Linked DNA regions of Mus musculus: region 2 is linked to region 1. Evidence: chromatin contacts called from public promoter capture Hi-C data. All regions are on one chromosome and are shown on one strand. The core of a region is the stretch at or near the end of the contact, and the rest is flanking DNA. Distances in the headings are between cores, read along the strand shown.

Evidence for each region. Promoter capture Hi-C pulls out the DNA fragments that hold promoters and counts their contacts.
Region 2: a contact with region 1 is called in a promoter capture Hi-C map of pre-B cells, with 3 times the contacts expected there. The contact joins two enhancer-like sites. A contact is called at or near these places in 2 of 39 promoter capture datasets (hippocampal neurons and pre-B cells).

What each region holds. Positions count from the first base shown.
Region 1 is chr2:73,459,029-73,464,623 of GRCm38.p6, forward strand. The region is part of intron 1 of Wipf1 (WAS/WASL interacting protein family, member 1); the gene reads right to left. Among named protein-coding and RNA genes, the nearest start is that of Wipf1, 68 kb to the right of the region's middle. Within about 2 kb of position 1,308, at least 36 of the 459 cell types and tissues checked have an H3K27ac peak or open chromatin away from gene starts, as enhancers often do. A contact at or near this core is called in pre-B cells, where this site is marked.
Region 2 is chr2:75,822,070-75,827,151 of GRCm38.p6, forward strand. All of the region lies in intron 1 of Gm34861 (a long non-coding RNA gene), which reads right to left. Among named protein-coding and RNA genes, the nearest start is that of Agps, 7.6 kb to the right of the region's middle. Within about 2 kb of position 1,877, at least 102 of the 459 cell types and tissues checked have an H3K27ac peak or open chromatin away from gene starts, as enhancers often do. A contact at or near this core is called in pre-B cells, where this site is marked.

The DNA.
Region 1 (5,595 bases), core at 58-2,557:
TGGTGGGTGGGGCCCGCCTTTTGCATTGTCTACTTCTCTGCCAGGATGACCCTTAATATACACGCTCAATCTACTGTCACTCCTGGGCCAGGCTTAACTCACCCAGATCCAACTCTGGGCTAGAGCTATAAACTCCCAAGAAGACGTCATCATGTTTGAAGCCATTTCTGAAATGCGGGCATTGACTAGGCATTTTTGGGCACGCGGCCAGTGACATCAAGTCTTCTCCCTCCTGGAGTCATAATATTAATAACTTCAGTCCTGGAGGTGACTCCGCAGCTGGGAGATGCTATGGTAGACAGTTTCGGTTTAGACACTCAAAAGAAATCCATGGGCTCAAAGCCTCGGTGGCTTCTCAATGATAGCAAGTGAAGTCTAAGTTCCTCCATGCTGAGCGAGGCTGTGGGGGCCGACCCTCCCCTGCCAGCGTCACCAGGACTTGCTTCTCCTGCCCTTCCTGCCTTCTCTGTGTTCTCCCTCTTCTGAGCCTGCTGAATTCTCCCCTAAGTGCGCTCCTTTCTTGGCTGTCCACCTCACTCACGGCAGGCATTATTGACACAGTCTGCTTCCCCCGATACAGTGGCCACTATGGCTGAGGGCAGGGACTTTGTCTTGTCTATCACTGTCTTCTCAGCTGTTCCAAACAGTAACTGACACACCACAGAGCTTATAAAACACACGAGAAAGGGCACCGGGGGACCTCCCAGCTCCAGGTTAGAACATCACTCATCTTATTTCTTTGTAGGAAAAAAAATGTTTTTTGTTGTTGTTGGTTTTTTTTTTTTTTTTTTTTTTTTTTGTAAATGGAAAGCCCATGCCTGTGCCCTTTGAGAGCACCCTCTTGTTTTCAGTAATGTCATAAAACTGTGAAAATTTTCCAGTTGATCACCAACTTCCAGCACAAGTGTCTCCAGGGGAAACCCATACAAAACAGAGAATGGTTTCTTACAGCCCAAGGAGCAAACTACTGGAAAGTCCCCCTCCGCATCCTGCCATGTCTGGTCTCTGCACATATACCAGGAGTTGCTACTGACATGTGGCTAAACACACATTCCTTTTGGTTGCCTATTGATGGTTTGAAGACCGAATAAGGCCCTTACAGTTATTTCTAGGATGAGGATAATGGGCCTCTAGGTTCTTGCCAGCCTTCTCTGTAGCCCAGAGTTACTCCATGCCTTCTCTTGGAGGACAGAGCCATAAAGGCAGAGAAAGCCTTCCCTGGAATCCCAGGGACTAGGGTCTGACATCATGTCTCTAAACACTGCAGGAGAAGCACACTGACCCGAGATGCCCCTTGGAGTCCTCTGGCTGCTCGTGAGCCAGGCTTGGCTGGTGATGTCTCCTGAGAGAGGCTGACCCAGCTGCTCTGTGAAGACAGGAAACGGGGGAACATCTGCAGGTCCAATAATGAGTGGCTTTCCTGGGACAGTTTGCACTGTACCATATGAAAGACTATCCCATTCAGCACAGAACTGTCCCCTTCACAAGTTCTACTAGATACTTATGTAGGTGGGAAAATGCATATAGAGATCTTATACAGGACCTTAACTCCAGTGCATATGTAAATATAAAGTAAGTACATATGTTCCTTGACTTACAAGGTTGCAGTTAGACACAACAATGGTGTGACTACAAATAGCAGACACATATTGTGTGCCTCAAGAAGTTATAGGAAGGATTTGGGCGTTTTCATCATAAACAAATGGTGTTTGAGGAGAGACATGTCTAAATGATTTAAACATTACAGATATCTAGACATCTTTCCATTAATATGTATCTGTTAGAATGTTTTATGTATCAGTTCGAAAATATACTTTAAAGAAGAGTTGTAAATTACATGCAATCAACTAAACATCCCAGCTTAGAAACTAAATCTGCGGTGGCTCGTCGCTTGCTTCCCCTCACCCTTCAGAGGCTATCAGTGGGTTTGCTGCCATATCCAGGACTGTACCCAGGAGACTGGCAGTCAGAGCATGGTCGATGTTCTGGAAACATTGGTTGCACCTCCTTGCCTGACTTTCCAGAAATATAAATATTCCATCAGTGAAAAGGGTTCCTTTGTTCAGGTTGGGAGGGAAATGAGAAAGTTGTCAGAATAAAAAAAAAGAAAAAAGAAAAAAGAAAAAAGAATCAACGCTAACAACAAGGGTGGGGGGAAGCTGGGGGTGGGGGAGGGGTGCTGGAGAGATGGCTCAGAGGTCAAGAGCCCTGACTGGTCTCCCAGAGGTTCTAAGTTCAATTCCCAGCAACCACATAGTGGCTCATAACCATCTGTAATGGGGATTTGATGCCCTCTTCTGGTGTGTCTGAAGACAGGGACAGTGTACTCATATACATAAAATAAATTTAGGGCCTGGAGAGATGGCTTAGTGGTTAAGAGCACTGACAGCTCTTCCAAAGGTCCTGGGTTCAAATCCCAGCAACCACATGGTGGCTTATAACCATCTGTAATGGGGATCCGATGCCCTCTTCTGGTGTGTCTGAAGTGCACTTCCATATAATAAGTCAATAAATCTTTTTTTTTTAAAAAGAACTTCATAAAATAAATTTAAAAAATAATAAAGCTGGCTGGTAGTGGTGGTACACGCCTTTAATCCCAGCACTTGGGAGGCAAAGGAAGGCGGATTTCTGAGTTCGAGACCAGCCTGGTCTACAGAGTGAGTTCCGGGATAGCCAGGGCTACACAGAGAAACCCTGTCTCGAAAAACAAACAAACAAACAAACAAACAAATAATAATAATAATAAAGCTGAGATGTTATAAAGGGATGGTAGGAAACCACGTTGCCCGACAGCAACCATTACACGTGGGTTGACCAGAACCACAGCACGCACAGGGGTCACAGCAACGCTGCAGAAAAAGGACTTCTCCAAGGGCATCTGCCCAGTATCTTCCAGCCTCAACTGAAGCTACTCTTGTTATCAACCACAGTGGCCAGAATATTGTTTCAAAATATCTGATATTGATCCTCACTTTGGGCTTTGAAGGCTCTGCCTTCAAAACCCTTTGACCACACCCACAGTTCACTATCACAACCCACCCCCCCTTCAGTGGTCTGTTATTCTCAAATAAATATCAGTTATTGTTCTGAGAATCTGTCCTTGTTTTAAAAAAAAGTTTGATGAGATTTTTATCAAAAGCTTGTCACCACTTTTAGCAAACAGTGTGCCCAAGGCCGCTGATAACCAGTCTCTAAAGTCTCTAACTAGAGTTCATTACAGAGGTCGCTGTGGAATCCACAGAGAATCCACACACAGATGCAGAGGCCTGACCACTGGCTCTGTGTGTTGTGCCTCCTCTCCCACCCAAGATGATGTACTTGATCACATCCAAACTAAAGTTAGCCAGGTAGTAGTGGAGCAGGCCTTTAATCCTAGCACTCGGGAGGCAGTGGGCAGATCTCTGAGGTCAAGGCAAGTCTGGTCTACAGAGTGAGTTCCAGGAACAAAGGGGTTGCCACCCACAAGTTGAGAAACATACCTTAGATGCTCCTTCCTCTTTAAGTACTGTTTAATTTATCTGTTTGTTTGTTTGGGGTGTGTGTGTGTGTGTGTGTGTGTGTGTGTGTGTGTGTGTAGGTCAGCAACAACGTGCAGAAATTGTTCTTTGCTTCCACCATGTGGTCCCAGGGATCAAACTCAGGTTATCAATTTGATGGCAAGTGCCTTTACTGGCTAAGCCATCTAGCCAACACCCTCACACACAAATAAAAAGCAGTGGGACTTGGGAGGTGGCTCCGAGGTTACGGACACGTGCTCTTGCAGAGGACCCGAGTTTGGTAACAGTGTGCTCATGTGCATGAGCAGGAATGGGGGGGGGGCGTGCACGCACACACACACACACACACACACACACACACTCACACACGGCAGTGACGATATCATGTCACAGGACGTTCAGTACTTCTGTTCCTACAAACCAAGAGCATCATGTGTTTAGCTAGAAGAGAAGGCAGAAGGACTCCAAGTCCAAGCAGGGTCAGGGCAAGAGGAGAAGACAGGGAGAGCCAGGACCTCAAAGTTAGAGGCTTATCTAGTAGAGGAAGCTTTGGTGACCAAGAGAAGCATGGGGCTGGGTCAAGTTGTGGGCAGAGAGAGGTGGAAGTGATGTTGGCATAGTCTGTCACACCGGCTTTGACAACCATCTGTGCGCTGTCAGAATATAAGTGCCACTCAGAAGCCAAGAGTAGGGCCCAGGTCGAGTTCTGTCTGTTGTTTCATTTTATTTTGGTTTGTCTGTCTGTCTGGTTTTTTTATTGTGTTGTGGTGGGGATAAGACAGGAAGAGAGTGTTTAAATTGTTTTTTTTTTTTTTCCTTCTCTTCTGCATGCCGCCATATCTTCCTGGAGGTAGCCTAGGGAATACGATCCATGTGGTTTTTATACTGCTTGGTATTTTGTTATCCTCAAAGCTGTCAATATTTAATTGTAGCCATGGAGCTCCTTTGTACACAAGCCACCAACCGGTCACCCTGTTGGAATGGACCTGAGACACAGAAAATGGTCCAAGACTTGGGCTGGACAGCTTCTGGGGTGCAGAGGAAAGAGACATTTGGTCAATAACAGGGTGGGTGACCCTGCCAAAAATGGTAGAGCTGATCATCTTGGTTGCATCTTTTCTGACCTTTGCACACACATTAGGAAGCAGGAAGCATCTTCTAGTGTCTCTTTGGTAGCCTGACAGGATACTGACTCCACTGCAGACAAGCTGGGAGGGAGGGTTTTTTTTTTTTTTTCTTCAAGTTTTCCCAGTCAGTCATTTGGAGAACTCAGAGCAGCCGGAGGGGAAGGGAGGTTCTTGGAGGGAATCTGGGGTCATCTGGGTAGAACAAACTCTCATTTGGCAGGCCACAGAGAAAAGCAAACTGTGCTAAGAAGCAGGAGAAGAGAGACTCAGGGACCCTGTGCAGGGGAGCAGAGTGTGAACTCTTTCCCTAGGCGGTGACAGTGACGTGCTGAGGAGTGATGTTGCCAGCTGCTTCCCTTCCGTAGCAGCAAGAGTTGCTCACCACCGGAAGCAGAGGCTCTCCTGCTCACCTCACCCAGTGTCCACCGTCAACAAGTGCTCTCACCATCTTCAGAGAAGATTTCCATAAGTGAAATAGCCTGGCCTCAGACATCACTTCCAGTTTTCAAGAAAAGTCAGGGTAATCTTAGTTAAAAGGGTAAATAGAAGCAAAGGGGATTTTCCTTTCTTTCTATCTCTCTTTCTCTCTCTCTTTTTTTTGTTTGTTTGTTTTTGAGACAGGATTTTCCTGTAAAGCCCTGGCTGTTGAACAGTCCTTTCACACATCAGATATTTACATCAAGATTCACAAGAGTAGCAAAATTACAGTTATGAAAGAGCAATTAAAAAAAAAACCCTTTAAGGTTGAGGGTTGCTCCAACATGAGGAACTGTATCAGAGAGTGGAAGCATCAAGAAGGCTGAGAAGCACCCAGCTAGGGAGGTAGTAGCTCAGTCAGTTAAGAGCTTACCTTCCAATTATGAGGACCAGTGCTCTATCTCCAGACCCACGTTAAAAAAAAAGAAAAAAAGAAAAAAAACTAAAAAACAAAACCAAAAACCCCTGGCCACCATGGTGGCGCTTGCAACCGC
Region 2 (5,082 bases), core at 627-3,126, 2.4 Mb after region 1:
CTCTTCTGTGGACTGTGTCCTGTTTGTTCGTCACGGGTACACAGCCACGGCTAGCCTGTAGCACGTGGGCTGCGTCCTTGGCTGCTCTTCTGCCAGTGAGATGGCTATATTTGTCCCTGGAGTCATTGGCAAAGTTCACCTCCACGGGTCGCTTCTGGGCTGCCTCCTCCTCCTGTTTCCGAGCCAGCTCGTTCCACTTCTCCTCAACCTTTTTGGATTTCGTCTCCATGATCGTCAGAGCATAGCTCTTCAGCTGATGGTGCAAACTCCTCTTTGAAGATTATGGCATAGGGACAGTTTCTTCATGTGTCCACTGTCTAGTATGAAATCAGACACCTTCCCTTTGTCATCTTTTTATATAACTCTACTTTTTGTTTTCTGTCTTGTGACAGCCAGCCCTAACCTAATGACATTACTGCCTGCTCTATCCTAGTCAGTTATTGACAATTCTCTCAGGATGCTCAGGCCCGAGTAATAATTTACACACACTTATACCTCCCTCCCCACAACACACCCATAGGCCTTGGCTGAAGAAACTTAATATGGTACTAGGCATCCCTCAAGGGCCCTAGACCTTTGCTGTAAATGCCTGTGAGATCCTAGAGGCCTGCAGGTGAGATGAGAATGGGAAAATGGTGTTCCTGCTGTGAGGTATTTAACTGCTGCAGCAGTCTTGGGTTTACAGTTTCTTCTAGCTTGCTGTCCAGCCTTGCGCCTACTAGTCATCCAGGCTGGGTGGCTTCTCCATGGAGGTCCGTGGTTCAAGTTTTAAAACGTGTATGTACTCACCAAAACGGAGCATTAGAGATAGTTTGGATCAAAATTTCTGTTATGTGAATTAAAATTTCCTCTTTGACACAGCATACATACAAATCGGAATATTTACTTTTTACCCAGCAGATTCAGCATTTCTATTGAAGAAAACCCGTGTGATGATAGGCCATGGCAATTGAATGCCTTAAAGCAGAGATAAAAATTTGGTATTCAACACTTTCAAACTCTCCAGTATTTGTATAAAAGATGCCAGACCAAGGATACTCAAGACCATACTCAGAATACTTTGTGGTACAACTTGTTGGCATCCCAACGCGCACTCTCATATTCTTGTCTGGCAGTCTGGCTCTCTATGGTCCCTTCTATGCTGGACTCTATTTGGGGACAGATGCAAATCAGGGTTTCCTGCCGTGGCTTCTCCTAGAGAGACTTTCTAGCCTTGGTCCTTGCTCTTCCCAGACACTGTCACTTGGCTCACTGTACTGATTCTTTGCTTCACTGACCTCAGTTGAAAAACAGAAAAGAAAATGATGAGTCTATCAGGAAGAAGAAGAAGAAGAGGAAGAGGAAGAGGAAGAGGAAGAGGAAGACGAAGAAGAAGAAGAAGAAGAAGAAGAAGAAGAAGAAGAAGAAGAAGAAGAAGAAGAAGAAGAAGAAGAAGAAGAAGAAGAAGAAGAAGAAAGCAACAGGTGTTAAAAATGAGGATAGAAATGAAGACCATGAAGAAACCAGCATGTATCTTTGGTTAAAACAAACAAACAAACAAACAAAACAACAAATGTAGAATGTCAATATTTTTTAAAATACATTTCGAAAGCAGATGCTTGCTCTGCTCTGACTCTGGGGATCAGACTCTGAGGCCGAGTGCGGATACTGCCCAGGTCACTTCCAACGAGGATTTAAACAGCGTTCACATCTGAGCTTGGAAGGGTGTGGTTGTTTGTGGCTGGAGTAGTTACACTGAAGGGAAAACTTCTTAGACTTTGTGAGGGTAAATGTAAGAGGGACCCGAGGGGCATGTGTACCCCAGTACATGTGTACCCCAGTATGCTCACAGAAGCTTTCTTACAGCACAGCCGGAGTCTGTGGAGAGCAAAGTCAGCTTCCGTTTTAGGAAGGAAAAGGCAGGAAGTGGTGAGTAAGCAGGTGGCCAGTTTGTTAGAACTAAGAAGGCTGATTACTTCCCTCTGCAAATTCTCCCGAATATAGACTAAGAATTTCTCAGAGTCTGTAGGCTTAAAGCATGGAACATCTCTGTGGGATCTCGGGCATTACAGGTTCCTGGAGAGCAATGACTTGTTACAGCTTGGCTCTCTGTGTTAGTGCTGTCCTAGCTCACAAGGAACTGCCTCACCTCTTTGAAAGGAGGTTTTTAATCAATAGGAAAAACAATTTCCACTGGCATTAGGAGCACATCGACCCGTCTTTGAGAATATCACTTGTCCCTGGTACTTGAATGTTGTTGGCCACAACACACTTCAGAAGAAGAGAGTCCAGCGACCCGGAAGGATGAAGGTCAAATGCTGGGATCTGTGAATAAGGGACTAGCGAGACATGCTGTCTATAGCAGTAGAAACTACTTTAGTAGTAACTGATCTCTTTAACTAGTTACCACGGATCTAAATGCAGCAGTAAAAAGAACTTTATGAGTCTATAAAGTGGGAGAGAGTCTGATCATACAAGCAAACAAATCCTACTTTATCACAAAAGTCACACTGAGTTCAGCTGCCCCACAATAATGTTTCTGGTTATCCATGGACTGGGTCTCAAAATTTGTAGGAATAAGTTTCAAAATTTGATTATGTGAAATTGAAAAATCCTCCATGTATCAATCAAAATATATTATGCCATTATGCCTTAAATATTTTTGACAACTTTGTTTTATTAATAGTGTATATATTTTTTTTCCCTTTTTTTTTTTTTAATGGCAAAAAGAACACACAAAATTTGTTGCATGTCCGAGGCAGGGGAGAATTAGACTCTTACATAGTATTTCTTGTGACAATATCATTAATTGCTTTTGGAATGCATTTTGTCTAGACTTTCTCAGTGAGTGCTTCACAGACAACTAAGTAAATATTTAGGGCTGTAGCCCTCAAGATGAGGTGTAGAAGCCCCCGTGAATTCTAGAAATCGTTTGAGGGGGTCAGCTGAGGCACTAGCCTTTTTAACTCTCATTCTCTCATGAGTGCAAAGGGAAGTTTCCCAGAGGACACAGGTCATGGGAGACCTCCTCAGAGAATTCAGAAGCAGACTTGGGAAGCTCATTAATCTTAGCTGTCCATTAAGTCAGTACTGGTAAGACTTATAGAAACACAAAAGGAAGGGACGTTCTTCTCAAGCTTTTATTCTGGAAAATAGACCTTATTTTATTTTCATGCTTCTTAGAGTATGTGTAAAGAAAAAGAAATATTCTGAATTCTTTTCAGTTTTAATTTCTTTCTTTTTAAAATTTTTTTCAAATTTATTTATTTAATGGATGAGTGCTCTGTTTCATATATATCTGCCTGCCTGAAGATGGAATCATATCCCCCTAGAGATGGTTGTGAGCCACCACGTGGTTGCTGGGAATTGAACTCATGACCTCTGGAAGAGCGGCCAGTGCTTTTAACCACTGAGTCATCTCACCAGCCCCAGTTTTAATTTCTTATATGGTATACAGAAAGGTACTTAGGAAGAAACAGCCTTCAGTAGAAAACTTGAGGTTTGTGCTGGTTAGGTTTTTTTGTTGTTGAGTTTTTATTTTTATTTTATTTTTATATTTTATTTTATTTTATTTTATTTTATTTTATTTTATTTTATTTTATTTTTGTCAACTTGACCCAAACTGGAGTCATTAAGGAAGAGATAACATCAGTGGAGGAACTGCCTGTATCAGATTAGCCTGTGGGTATGTCTGTCAAGCTTTTTCTTAGTGGTTGATTGATGTGGGAGAGCCAAGCTTAACTGTGGGAGGTGCCTTTCCAGGGCACATGGCCCTGAGGCAGATAAGAAAGCAAACTGATCAAATCACAGGAGCAAACCAGTAAGCAGGACTCTGTCTATAGTCTTGGCCTCAGCTCCTGCCTCCAGGTTTCAGCTTGAGTTCTTGCCCTGGCTTCTCTTGACGATGGACTTGCAAGACATAATAAGTCTTTTTCTTCCAAGTTACTTCTGATCACGGGGTATATCTTGACAATAGGAAGCAAACGAGGACAAGGGTCTCAACTGTTAAGAGTGACATACTTTATGAGAGTGGATACTTTATAAGGTGTCCCAGTGGTCAAAAAGTTTTAAGATATGAACGGTAAACATTGTGGCATTGGGAGTGTTTTATTACAACACATTTTGTACACTTCCTTTGGAACATACTTTATGACTTACAATCACACACTCCTGTACGTCCTTAGCAGAAATTTGTATATTCTCTTAGAGACATATATACAAATATTCACAATAATCTTAGTAGTATCAAACTGGAAGCACCTTACATATCCATTAGTTGTAGAACCAATTTCACACATGCAATCATATAAGCAATTGCATTGAAATAAAAGCAAAACAAAGCCAGGCAAAAGCCTCATGCCTGGTTGATAAGCACCATAAAGAACTCCAAGGGGGTGCTTATCATAAAACTCAGGACAGTGGCTACCTTGGCAAGTAGGTGGGTGAAGCAAGCAGAGAGTTCATAGGAAAACTTTCTCGTTTGCTAGTAATGTTTTTTGGCCTATGGGACAGTGCTTGGTGGTGCTTGGTTTGTGATAATTTGTGCTTCCATTCTCTGTATTATATTTCACAATATAGAAGGCACAAACGCCTCTCTTTCTATGCTCAGAGATACTGAGCATCCCTGAAGACCAGTAATGAAAATAAGCACAGAAAATAATTTGATATATGTTTCAGAAGTTAATCTTATTAGAATGTTCTAGTGCCTTCACTTAAAAGAAATGCTCTAATTCAAGGGCAGGAGCTCTCCTTCTTCCATGCATCAGGGTCTACCATTGTTTCTCTGTGTGTAAGTTTCTTTCTACTGGGTTCCAAGTTATCATTGAGGCTGGATGTCCCAGGACCCAAAGGAGTGGATTCCCCTGATATGGCTTTCCTAAATGTGAGGCTTTGTTTTCTGTGGTATCAGAAGCATCTCAGTGGACCAGGCTTCATGGGAAACACCCACTCCTCTTCGAAACATGAAATAAATTTCAGGTCACTATGCCTGGAACATTCTTCTGTAAGGGGATTTTGTAGTGGGAACTCATCATTGAGGTCACCTGCGTCCAGCACTGTCACAGTGTTTTTATTCTCCACATAGATCCTGGCTCTTAACTAACC